Linked DNA regions of Gossypium hirsutum: all the other regions are linked to region 2. A link is a contact called in public Hi-C data. All regions are on one chromosome and are shown on one strand. The core of a region is the stretch at or near the end of the contact, and the rest is flanking DNA. Distances in the headings are between cores, read along the strand shown.

Region 1 (4,135 bases), core at 345-2,844, 170 kb after region 2:
ATTTGAAGTCTTAAAAAAACCATTTAGATTTTGAACTCTTTGAGCCTGCGAATGTTCCAATCAACAATGGTCGACTTAATGCTGAAAAACTTCACCATCGTCACCTTATTCTCAACACTTGTCATCACCGATTATCGATCCGATTCCGAGGTTTTCGGTAAATACATATCTCCATCATCACTAGAGCTCAAGGTAGAAAAGCCTTTTTGGAATCCTTGGTAAAGTTTTACGTATATAATTATTCATGATACTTCCTTAACTCTTAAATAGGAAGATAATGTGCTTCAATTAGAGGTGCTCATGGGCCAGGTCGGGCCGAGTTCGGGCCGGGCTCAACTAAAAATTTAGGCTCATTCATTGGGCTCGGGCCGGGTTGGGCCCAAAAAATGGGCCTAAAATTTTGTTCAAGCCCGACCCAAATAAAAATACTACAACTAGGCCCGGCTCGGCCCGCCTGTATTTATTTTTATATTATTTTATATAATTTTTAAATATATATAATACTAAAAATACCAAAAAATTTTAAAATAAATATTTTCCAACAAATTGAAAATAAATTTTAAAAAATATGTAGACTTAAATAGCACTAAGATAGATGCAACTTAACAAGCAAATACTTCTAAAATAATAACAAAATTAACAAATGCCTTTAAAATAATAACAAAATTAATAATAAAATAAATTTTATACAATATCCAAACAATAACAATAAAATAGTAGTAACTAATAGTAATATGGTAGCAAAATAGGGAGAAATCAAACAGAAAATAACATTCAAAAACAAAAAAAAAATATCAGATTTTTTTGTCATTTAGTGAATTCAGGCTGGGCCCAGCCCAAAAATACCCTACCCGAGGCCTAGCCCATTTTTTAAACGGGCCTTATTTTTTTGTCCAAACCTATTTTTCGGGACTATATTTTTGCCCATACCCTCCCACATTTCGGGCTGGCCTTCGAGCATGGTCGGGTAGCCTGACCTATGAGCAGGTCTAGCTTTAACGCACTCAAATCTACGACCTCCTGCATTAACAACAATGTAGATACCAATTGAATAAATGGTGTGAATATTGCGGTAGAAATAAAAATGAAAATTCTTCAATGCCATTGTAACAAAATAATTCTTACATTAGTTCAGTTGACATCATTGCTAATGTAGTAATTAAAAATATGTAAATATGAACATATTTAAATACGTTTTTTTTTTCCGATTTAAAATTTAAATAGAGGTTATGAGTAAAAATAGTCTTTGTTATATCAAAACAATTATTTTTTTGAAACGATAATAAATGCTTAATTTAACATGTTTATTGGATGAGTGGTAAAATTCTCTAACAAGGAAAACAATTTTGGAAAGATTTCTTTTGTTGAAGTCTTTTTTTTTTTGAAAGAGAACATCTAGATCATTTTATAAGAGAAGCCCCAAAAACAGAACAAAATGGAAAAACAAAAACAAAAGGCTGTTCAAGGAAACCAAGCCCAAAATCAAAACATAAAAAACAAAACAAAAGAACAATACATAGCAGCCCATCAGCAAAAGATCTAGCTCAACAGGTGGGGGGACTCCAGATATTTCCATCCTGTTATTATCCAAATTGGAATCCCACATCAAAAACAACAAAATTTATTGGAAAACGTTGCTTCATCATTACTTGCCCTGAATAAGCATCAACATCAATCAAAATCGCCGAAGAAAAAAGGAAAAAAAACAGCACAACCCTTAACCCTTCATTTTCCAAATCCAAAATCACCACACAAGCAGCTCTTCATTTTCACCTGAACTCCAGTCCCCTCCGATCAGCAAGCATCGCATCCTCCGCGCCAGAAAAGACCATATTCGCCAGATAAGAGTTTTCTCTTTTCTTAAGACCCTCGATAGTAATAAAGTGAGCAACTTGGTTTGATTCGCGATGGGTAAAATGAAAAATACAAAAGACAAAACCATAGCTCAGTTTTTTAGAGTCTTTTATAATACCTGCGATCTCTAATCTATCATCCTTTTGCTCTTGCAATTTGCAGATGACTGAACGAGAGTCCCCTTCAATTTCAACCTCTCTTAACTGAAGGAATAAACCGAGATGAATCGCCCAGAAACCCGCCAACGCTTCTGCAGTAAAAACAGAAGGTAAACTTGAATAAAACACTATTTTAGAGCAAATCACATCTCCTTTTTCATTTCTTACTACCATTCCAAAACATGACCCATTCCTCTGTTTGTTAAAAGTAGCGCCAAAATTGATTTTTACCCTCGGTCCAGTCGGAGCAACCCATCTGTCAGTAAGAATCGGCCTCGCTGGTAAGTCCGTTTTCACTCCATCAAGTTCTTTTCGGGAGTTTTTAACATAATCTGCATTTTGAGAACCAGAAGTAGAAACTCCTTCATGAATGAATCTGTTTCTTGATGTCCATAAAGCCCACATAGTGCATGCTATCAACCTACACTTAGCCAATGAATAGGATTGGAACAATTTTTTAAACCACTCATTGAAATCTGTACTTGCTTTTGTGTTAGGCGAAAAAACCCTTAAGCTTTCCCGTGTCTCTTTTGCTGAAGGACACTCCCTCAATATATGCTTCCGTGTTTCCCCTCTATGTTGACATCTTTGACAAGTAGTTGATCCCATCAAGCATCTATAATGAAGGTTACCGAAAGTAGGCAAATAGTTACTAGCAATCCTTGACACATGATATTCGCGACAGGTTTTAAAAATTTATACTTAAGCATTCTTGAAACTAACTATTATCACGATGAAGACAAGTGTACCTATCGAATAGTAGTATAGCTTTAGCAAGACCGGATTATCGAACCCAAAGGAACCAAGAGTACTAGTAATTACTTTCTTTTTATTATCTAGCCTAAAAATTAAGGGATTTATTTATCTAAATTAATTAACTAAACTAAGAGTGCATAGAGAGAAATTGGGGAAAAGCTTTTAGGAAAATTCGATTGATTAGGACAATAACTAAGGAAAAATCCACCTAGACTTCACTTGTTATTTGACTTTGAATCAGATGATTTATTCATTTGACTTGATCCGTAGAAATACCTAAGATATATTATTATCTCTCTCAAGACTAATAACGTCTAACCCTAGGTTGATTAATTGAAATCTCTTCCTAATTAACACGTAGTGTTGCATTAACTTGATCTATGGATCCCCTTACTAGGTTTCACCCTAATTTGGCAAAATCTTATCACCCTATCTCTAGGCATGGAATCAACTCCGCTTAATTATGACAAATTTACTCTTAGACAGGGTCTATTCCTCCTCTGAATAAGAGCATTAACTCGAATCAATATCCTGGAATATTAAAACAAGAATTAAGAACACATAATTAAGAATAAGTCAAACATTTATCATACAATTCAGATAATAATAACAAGATTCATCCTAGGTTTCATTCCCCTTAGGTATTTAGGGGGTTTAGTTCATAATTATTGAAGAAAACATCTCAGAAGAATAATGAATACAAAACATAAAGAAAACCCAAAACCCCTGAATGGAAATTGAAGGGAGATCTTCAGTCTTAATGATGAATCCGGCTTCTGAGATGGACCAATCGGCTTCCCTTAAGTAATTCCTTGCCTCCTACTCTGCATCTCTCCTTCCTAAGTGCCTCCTCAGGTGTTTAAATAGGCTTTAGAATGCCCAAAACCCCTCCAAATTGGCCTTTTCCAAATAGGGTTATACTTGTTCTCGGTAGGGACACGCCCGTGTGACACGCCCATGTGCTATTACTCCAGCCCATGGTCAAGGCTGTTGAATAGGAACGTGCGTGTAGTCTACCCATGTAAGTCGTGCTTCGATCCTGCCAAAGAGACACGGCCGTGTGACACGCCCGTGTGAGGAAGTTCAGGCTGTGTTGATTTCCCATATGGGTCCATTTTCTCCGTTTTCAGCCCATTCCTCGCTCTTTTTACTCTCCTATGCTCACCTAAGTATAAAATATGAAATTAAAGAATTAGAAGCATCGAATTCACCAAATTTAAGGAGAAATCATCCATAAATGTGTTCAATATCAGATAAAAATATGTTTAAATTACGGTTTATCAATCCTCTAGTTTGTAATTTAATTTTTGGAGGAAGATCAAGGGTCCACAATCTCTTGTAAAAATTTTTGTAATCTAGTTGTATTT
Region 2 (3,967 bases), core at 1,014-3,513:
TGGTTACCACTTATTTTTTGACAAAGGAATAAAATTATCTTTTTATTAATAATAGTTATGATAAAGACTTATTGTAATATTTTCTAAACCATATTAATGGGTTTATCTGTTATAATATTTGCTGCTGTTCTTTCCTACTTGGAGCGGATGGCAAAAACATGTGTATGCAAATAGGAACAATTTGACGGTGCTGCACCATTAAACTGTCACATTACCTGCTGCTGATATTGCAGCAATGCAAACTGAACATACTATATAATTTTAGAAGTACTCAACATTCAACAATAGGACCATCATTTATTTAGAGGACTTCATAAAGATTATGATGTACATTGTAAATATCTCACATCACTTTCCACTAAAAGCTGCAGCAAATAGATTCAGCTCAATGAAGGATAAAATTTGCACAAATGTGATCATGCTTTATTTCCAAACTGAGAACTACATAAGCTACTTTACGACTAGAGTGAAAGAGCAAACTTATACCTCCAAAAGCTGCACTGGCGCCAGAAAACATTAACAGCAGAGGAATCTGTCAAAAAAGATCATAGAATTAAATTAAGTGAGCTTTAAGAAGATAAAAATAAAAGTTCTCTACCAGCCATGAAAAGGGGAAAATATGTTTGAGATTTGTCGCAGATTGAAAGGATTGGAAATGCAATTTAGAACAAAGAAATGGCATACCCCAGTTACAAAAGGGAGCCACTTAGGTCCCTTGATGTGATTCTGAAGGAAAGGGATCCCTGAAAATAAAAAACCGTAAGAGATGTGCACACAAAAGTAAAAGTCAGTGAAGACAAACGGAGTCCAATAATACCAGTATTAAAGCCATGTACTGCACTAAGCATTCCCCCGATACCAGAGCCAGCCTATTTGAAACAGAAAATGCAACAAATGTTGTAATAATCAACAATCTTTCGGCACATTAACTTAAAATTATGGTAACTTTAGGATTGTGATCCATACTATCTCATTCAAAACGTGAATTTTTTGGACAAGATTTCAATTTGGTGATCTTGCCATACTCTGAGCTGTTCTTGAAAGGCATAAGAATCTAAATGCCAAATGATTCCACACTGAATTAGAGCAAGAAGCAGCTTAATAGACTAGACTAAAAGTAACCGTAGTTTTTTACTATCTCTGAGAAACATACAACTTGAAAAGAGCTAGTGCTACAATTCTCAATTACTGCACATACTTTAACAGTACAAATAACATTATTTAAGTGTTCGAACATATCAAAATCACATACATTGATTTGATAATGATATCAGAAGATAGCATCTAATGATTCAGTTACGCAAACAATTTTTTTTTCAAACTTCAAAAGGCATGTTTCTACTTGCATTGACAGTAGAAACCCTATGTTACAAGGATTGGAATGGGTGTCAACTATATGTATATATCCAACAAACATATATTCATATTCTAAAGTTGTCTTTTTTTTCTTTCTCTGTTACCAAGAAAAATAAACCATTGGAGCTCCACCTTGAGGAGGTAGCAGTCTCACATCCCACAAATCCCAAAATCTGTCTCCTCAAGATTTAAACACGAAATCTCCAGATTGAATATATATATTTGAGGCCAGTAAAACTGTATATTCCTAATAGACATAAAAGGTTAATCATGGTAAAACTTGGTAACTAGTCTAAGCTAGGATATAATAGTTTTGAAAACTCATCTAAAAGTTTACAGCTTTCCAGGATGAAGATAAAAAAAACCATGAAACTTCTAGTAAGCAAAAGGGCCAATTATACCATGCAAGTAGCCCTAAACTACAAATTAGAGCATTGGGGGGTTATTATTTATGTTTCTTCCAACAAGTAAAACAAAAGAGGGAGAAAAGAAACGGACCACTGCAGTGGCATCCTCCAAAACTGAAGTAATTGTCCATTCAGCTTTGTCCTGCAAAAGAATTACAAATTAATAAAAGAAAAACAAAATTCAATAGTTAAAACCTTGAGAAAAAAAGAAAAAAGAAGAATAGAGATGAAGGGATTACGGAATCAGGGTGTAAGAGAGAAAGGCAACGAGGACAACGAGCGGAACCTAAGCCAGGGTTGATGGTTGGATCGTGGTGCAGATTTCCATTCCTTAGCTTTTCCTCATATACTTCTCTTGTCCCCATTCTTCCAATCTCCCAAAACCTCTTTTCTTTCCTTTTTTCCTCACAATCTGATTTCTCCGAACGAACACAAAACTCAGGAACCCCACAACAGAACAGAACTCTTTCGATCTTTTTGTTGCATCTAAAGACAAGATATGGGCCGAACCTCTTTCCATAGAGAAGTGTTTATTTAGATTCCTTGGGCCAGTTACTTTGTCATCGGATCGGGCTAGAAGTTTGAAAAAAAATTTATTCAATTACTATATATTTTTGGAGGAGAAACTAGAGAAAGTACTAGAGAAAAGAATCAACATCAATTAGATCCATTTATGGGCTGAGTTAGGCCCGACCAAAATGTTAAGCCTGATTGATAGGCTCAGTCTAACTCAAAAATGACATAAATTTATTTTTAAATTTAGTTTAAATTATATATGTTAAACCCAAATTAAACTTCACTCGACTTATTTTTTTTAAAAAAAATATTTTATTACACAAAATAAATTTAAAAAAATATAGTATATCAAATACACTATAAACTTAAAAAAATTATTAACTTGCCTCTTTTATCTTGTTTAAGCAAATTTATAATTTTTTTTTAACTTACCTCTTCTATTTAAAAATTAAAAATTAAATTACTTAGTAAATGAATTATTTCTCTTTAAAATATGATATAAAAACCCACCCACCCCACAGTTCAACACTAATATATATACATCAAAACCAATTTTAAACAGGCAACAATTATGTAACATGAAGCAGTTCAAAAACGGAGAAAGAAGAGTTAAAATAGTGAATTTTTACACAGCGAAAACAGATAAAGATTTCATATGAATGAAGTAACTATTATATTAAGCAGAAAATGAAAAATCCTCCAAGCTGGACTATGTTTATGATCATGCACATGCTTCATATCGCCACAGCAAAAAGTGACAAACCAAACATTAGCTAAAAAACTTATACATGCACATTAATTGTAACACCCCAATCCCGTATCCGTCGCCGGAATAGATAAAGGGGCATTACCAGTCTTGAAACTCATATCAGAACAGTAAATTTTTTATTTTTTTTTGAACATTCCTTTAGATAAGTACTAAAGACAGTTAGGGATACAATTTAAACTTCTATAAGTACACATTCAAAAGATGCCATTTTCGCATAGCTTATATACATTAACCAAAATATCCTCTCACTACTAGTCTATTCTATACATGCCATAAGATAATCCAAAACGTAGCAGTACCAAACAGTGGATAGTGATAGTGTGACTAGTTGCTGATGATCCCGGAACCTGTAGCTTCCAAATGAGATCTATAAAACAGAGGAAACAAAGTACACGGAGTAAGCATTATAATGCTTAGTAAGTTTTAAGCAGTGTCAACAGATAACAATCAAATTATAACATAGTTGTTCGTATTTTTATTTCACTCTTCCTTCGGGCATACCATCCCTTTACCGAATATGCACATCTCATCATATATAATAGGCAGATAAATTCTCACTTGATAGTGACCTCTTATGATCATAGGTACATTACATATATATTTTTTTGACTTTCCACATTGACCAAATGCACAATAATCATAGAACAGTCTTATTGCTTTACTCACATGTGCATCACATAACGACCTCTTGATTTAGTCTAAATCAAACTTAAATATAATCTCAAAATACATACCTGACCAACTTAACGCGTTGAACGTATTTATTACCAATTGTTACTGTGAAGTTATATAATCTTACGCTTTACTTGAATCTTCAGCAAAACCTTTAGTTCGGGGCTTACCTGGACAAAATCTCCACACGTAGTCATCGGGTCTTTAGAGCTCGGATATAGTACGAGCACGAAGCCTACGGACATTA
Region 3 (3,916 bases), core at 552-3,051, 230 kb after region 2:
ATTAAGGTAACGAGATATAATTTATGTATCACTTTAGATAACAAAGTATAATTTAGATATCACTTGTGACAAAAAATAATTTAGATACCAATTTAAGAAAAAAAGATATAATTTAAATATAATTTTGAGAAAATTGATATAGTTTAATTACCATAAACGTTTTAAACCTTTCTGAAAGATATAAATGGTGATTACGATGTTATAATTATTATTTTGTATTTTAAATTCTTTTTATTGCAATTAATCACAATTATATATATTGCAATTACAAGTTTAAGAGAAGGGAATGAGTTACACAAGGCTTAAATCTGGACCATTGGAGTCAATGTTAATATATGATAACTCTGCCACAACATGAGCAAAATTACATCCACACCCATAGCCATCAAAACTGAACTTACTCAATTCAATTAGCGGTTCCACTAGTACCATATAACGGCAAAAGAAAGCTGTAAAACTCATTCAATCCATTTAATTTTGTTATTTATGTTTCTATTATTATTTATTTGTTCTTATTTATTGTTTTTATGAATTTTTTTCAAAAATTATATGTTGTTGGAGAAACAAAATCTTAAAATAGCGTTTAGCATTATTGAAAGTAATAATTTTTTTAAAAATTTAATCAATTGAAACATTCAGTATATTAAAAAATTATTTCTTTGAAACTTAACTTCTGCTTGAGAATTACTTTTCCATAAATATGGTAATGACTCCCATGATAAAATATGAAAAGTTACTTTCCTATATAGATTGAAAAGCTAAAAATATATTAAAGAGGGTATTAATCTATTAAACGTAAAAAAAGAAAAAAAGAAGAAAGATACAATTACCTTATTTCCACTATCAACTCTCTTATTATTTCAACTGATTCTTCAAAAGTAAATTCTTTTTCTAATTTTATTTTTAGTATGTATATTTAATCACGTACATGGTATATTGTTTACATATTATATATATTTTTTATTTTTTTCCTTTTTTTCCTTTGGATATATCATTGAAATCTCAATTGCATTAGAGTATTCATTCTAAAACAAATTTTATATATGTATTATTACATTTAAAAAATACAATGAATACCAAATGTTGCACATAAAATATATTGTGAAATATTAAATACATAAATATTATTTTTATTTAATAATGGTAAATTTATAAAATATTATTACATTCTTAAGAAATTATTTAATGAATTAAATGTAATAATGCAACTTTTTAAAGATTTTAATCAATATTTTTTAATGTATATCAAATATTACAAAATAACTTTCCCAATAATCACATTTCAAAAAACCACAAACCAAAAACCATATAAAATTACAGAATTTACGATTTTGAAAAGAATCAAATATCATGGCAAGCTCCCACGTTACAAAAATTGCCCAATAAGCGAGACTTATATTAATATTTTGCCTTCTAACATTATCACGTTTTGGCAATATGTTGCTCTCTTGAGGCAAACCCCAGATAGCAATCATATAATTCAAATATTAATCCAACTCATTTTCATTATAAAAATATTTAATATATTTATCAATAAATATTGGATATAGGGATAATGTATGTTGTACTAAAAAAACATAAATTCAAATCTTAAAAATATAATTATTTAGAGAAATAATTACAAACCTTAAATATAAATAGTAAAAATAACATAAAAAAATCAAAAGAAATCAATCATAATTAAATTTGTAACGAATCTAAAATGATAAAACCTGAAATAATCCAGATTGGATGGGCTTAGATGCCAAGATAGTCTCAAACAACGTGACCAGCTTTGGCCTCTGGGCTCTGATCGACAATAATTGTCCTTTGGTATATAATAAGCTAAAATAGGAACAAAAGCCCAAACACAGAACTAGAACGGAAAAAATGGCCCAAAAAGCCGAAAGAAAAAGAAACCCTAGCTGCTACTTCTTCAAGAAAAGGAAACCTAAGCTAAGAGACCTGTAAAAAAAAAAATGCCCGCTGGTCACGGTGTGCGCTCTCGAACAAGGGATCTGTTTGCCAGACCCTTCAGAAAGTAGTGTTACATTCCTTTGTCCAACTCCTCTAAATTCAAAATCTTATCTCATTTATTTAACGTCCCTTTGGATGGACGATTACTCTAGTGCAGTGCGTTTAATTTTTTTTGTCTCATGTCACAATATTGCTACAGTATCTAATTTCATCGCTACTGTTATTTTTACACTAATCGCAAATAAATACACTGCTCATCTAAAAAGACCTAAACTTAGCTAGATAGAGTCATGGAGATTTCCACTCTACATTTTTTTTCAAAGTTCCTTCTGATAATTGGACTTTATCAATCTAATATCTAGTTCCTTTTTACATTAAATAACTATATTTGTTGCCTAACTCAACATTTAAACACGTTAAAGGTCAAAACCGCAAACCCAAAAACATAGTTGTAATGTTACGGAAACAAGTTAAAAATCTTGTTACAACAAAAAGGTGGATACGGAAATTGGACCATCAAAATTTCCAAGAGGGAAATTGAGACATAAGCTTCCCTTTTTCTTACTAGGTAATGATAAAAGCTTCTTTGGTCGTTCTCATCTGAACAGCTGAGTTTGGCTCTGTCAAGACTGCACTTGGGATGAATGAAGCAAGGATCCAAAAGAGTAGATGGATCCAAGCATGTTCCAAGACACCCGCTGGTGCTGGTCTGGGAGACTGCAGAGAGAATATTTGTTATCCCACATATACTGGTGTGGTTAGCTTCTGCCATCTTTGTTGTTTTCAGGTTAGATTTCGACAAATTATAAAGTGTTGAAACCATTTACAGATTCGGCATATTATTCAGCATTACCTTTTTCGATTTTAACCATGTTTTGAGCGGCCTATGAAACATGAGTGCACAAATGTCTGCGTATGGTTATCACTTTTCAGGTCTTTTCAAGGCTGGGCAATTTAAGGAGCAAATTATTGCTTTATTTACCATATAAAAATAGAAAGAAAAAAGGAAACAATTGGGTGTGGATAAACTTGGGCATTAAAACTTGTGCAAGTTTTCATTCCTTGCCGCCGCAAGGCCAAGAACAATTACAAGAATGAAGATTTGCATAAGATTGAACACAAAATCCGGCGCCATTCCATTTGGAAGCACACTTATGTTTGCAACTTTGAGGGTCACACTTTCCATCACCGGGGGCAGCTAGAACATCATGGCAAATCTCTCGTCCTATTTCTTCACCCATCATCGATGCAACTGCAATAAATTTGGTCAATATTACAACACCAGTTATTATATTAAATACCATAACATGCATTTGAAGGTAAAAAATTAAATTAACCCACGAAAACACACAAGGGGACAGTGACAATGTTGTAAGAAAGGTTAGCCATCCTTCAGATTTCAGAATCAATCAATAGTGTTACTATAAAATGAAGAAGGAAAGGAGATGGTTCGGTATTTTATAAGCTGAGGGTGTTTTAAAAATGGCAAGATAATCAAGTCCCATGGCGTAAAATCTGACGTAAAATCTGAGTTTTTCAGATTTTTATTTCCAATTCCATATAAGGAAAATTTTTTATAAGATAATGAAATTTACAGAGGTGAATGAATATGGGGTTTTAGCAGATAAGTTGGAGCAAGTTCAGTGCTCAATACTGAGTTGCTGTTAATTTTTGAAGACTTAAATTTAGCCTGGCGGGGAGACTTTCCAAAATTTATCCTAAAGAGTAACAACCAGGTGGCAATTAATTTGATTAATCATTGAAAATATTTTAAGGGTTTTAAGAAGGGAATGTCAAAATTAACTTTAAATACCACAATCCCAAAATGCTATTTTTTCCCTATATTTAGGGAAATAAATTAATTTTGGAAGGAGAAGCAAAAAATGTGTCTACGTTTTCAACTGAGATGACAGGAAAGCATGCCTTGGATGCGTTTTCTGTTTTTTTCTCCAATATTGTT

What was found. Hi-C and Micro-C count contacts between places; a contact is called where the count stands out from the background.
Region 1: a Hi-C map of leaf shows a contact between it and region 2, with 2.2 times the contacts expected there. The contact joins the enhancer-like site here to the promoter of LOC121203633 in region 2. A contact is called at or near these places in 4 of 34 Hi-C or Micro-C datasets (hypocotyl and leaf).
Region 3: a contact with region 2 is called in a Hi-C map of leaf, with 4 times the contacts expected there. The contact joins the enhancer-like site here to the promoter of LOC121203633 in region 2. A contact is called at or near these places in 3 of 34 Hi-C or Micro-C datasets (all in leaf).

Annotation. Positions count from the first base shown.
Region 1 is chrA04:22,087,965-22,092,099 of Gossypium_hirsutum_v2.1, reverse strand. No RefSeq gene overlaps it. Among protein-coding and RNA genes, the nearest start is that of LOC121203633, 170 kb to the left of the region's middle. Within about 2 kb of position 1,594, at least 7 of the 9 cell types and tissues checked have an H3K27ac peak or open chromatin away from gene starts, as enhancers often do. A contact at or near this core is called in leaf, where this site is marked.
Region 2 is chrA04:22,257,210-22,261,176 of Gossypium_hirsutum_v2.1, reverse strand. LOC121203633 reads right to left here and starts at 2,263. Exons shown (of 6, transcript XM_041111364.1): 1 at 2,003-2,263; 2 at 1,855-1,905; 3 at 818-869; 4 at 685-743; 5 at 487-532. The coding sequence starts at 2,128.
Region 3 is chrA04:22,022,441-22,026,356 of Gossypium_hirsutum_v2.1, reverse strand. No RefSeq gene overlaps it. Among protein-coding and RNA genes, the nearest start is that of LOC107942695, 140 kb to the right of the region's middle. Within about 2 kb of position 1,801, at least 4 of the 9 cell types and tissues checked have an H3K27ac peak or open chromatin away from gene starts, as enhancers often do. A contact at or near this core is called in leaf, where this site is marked.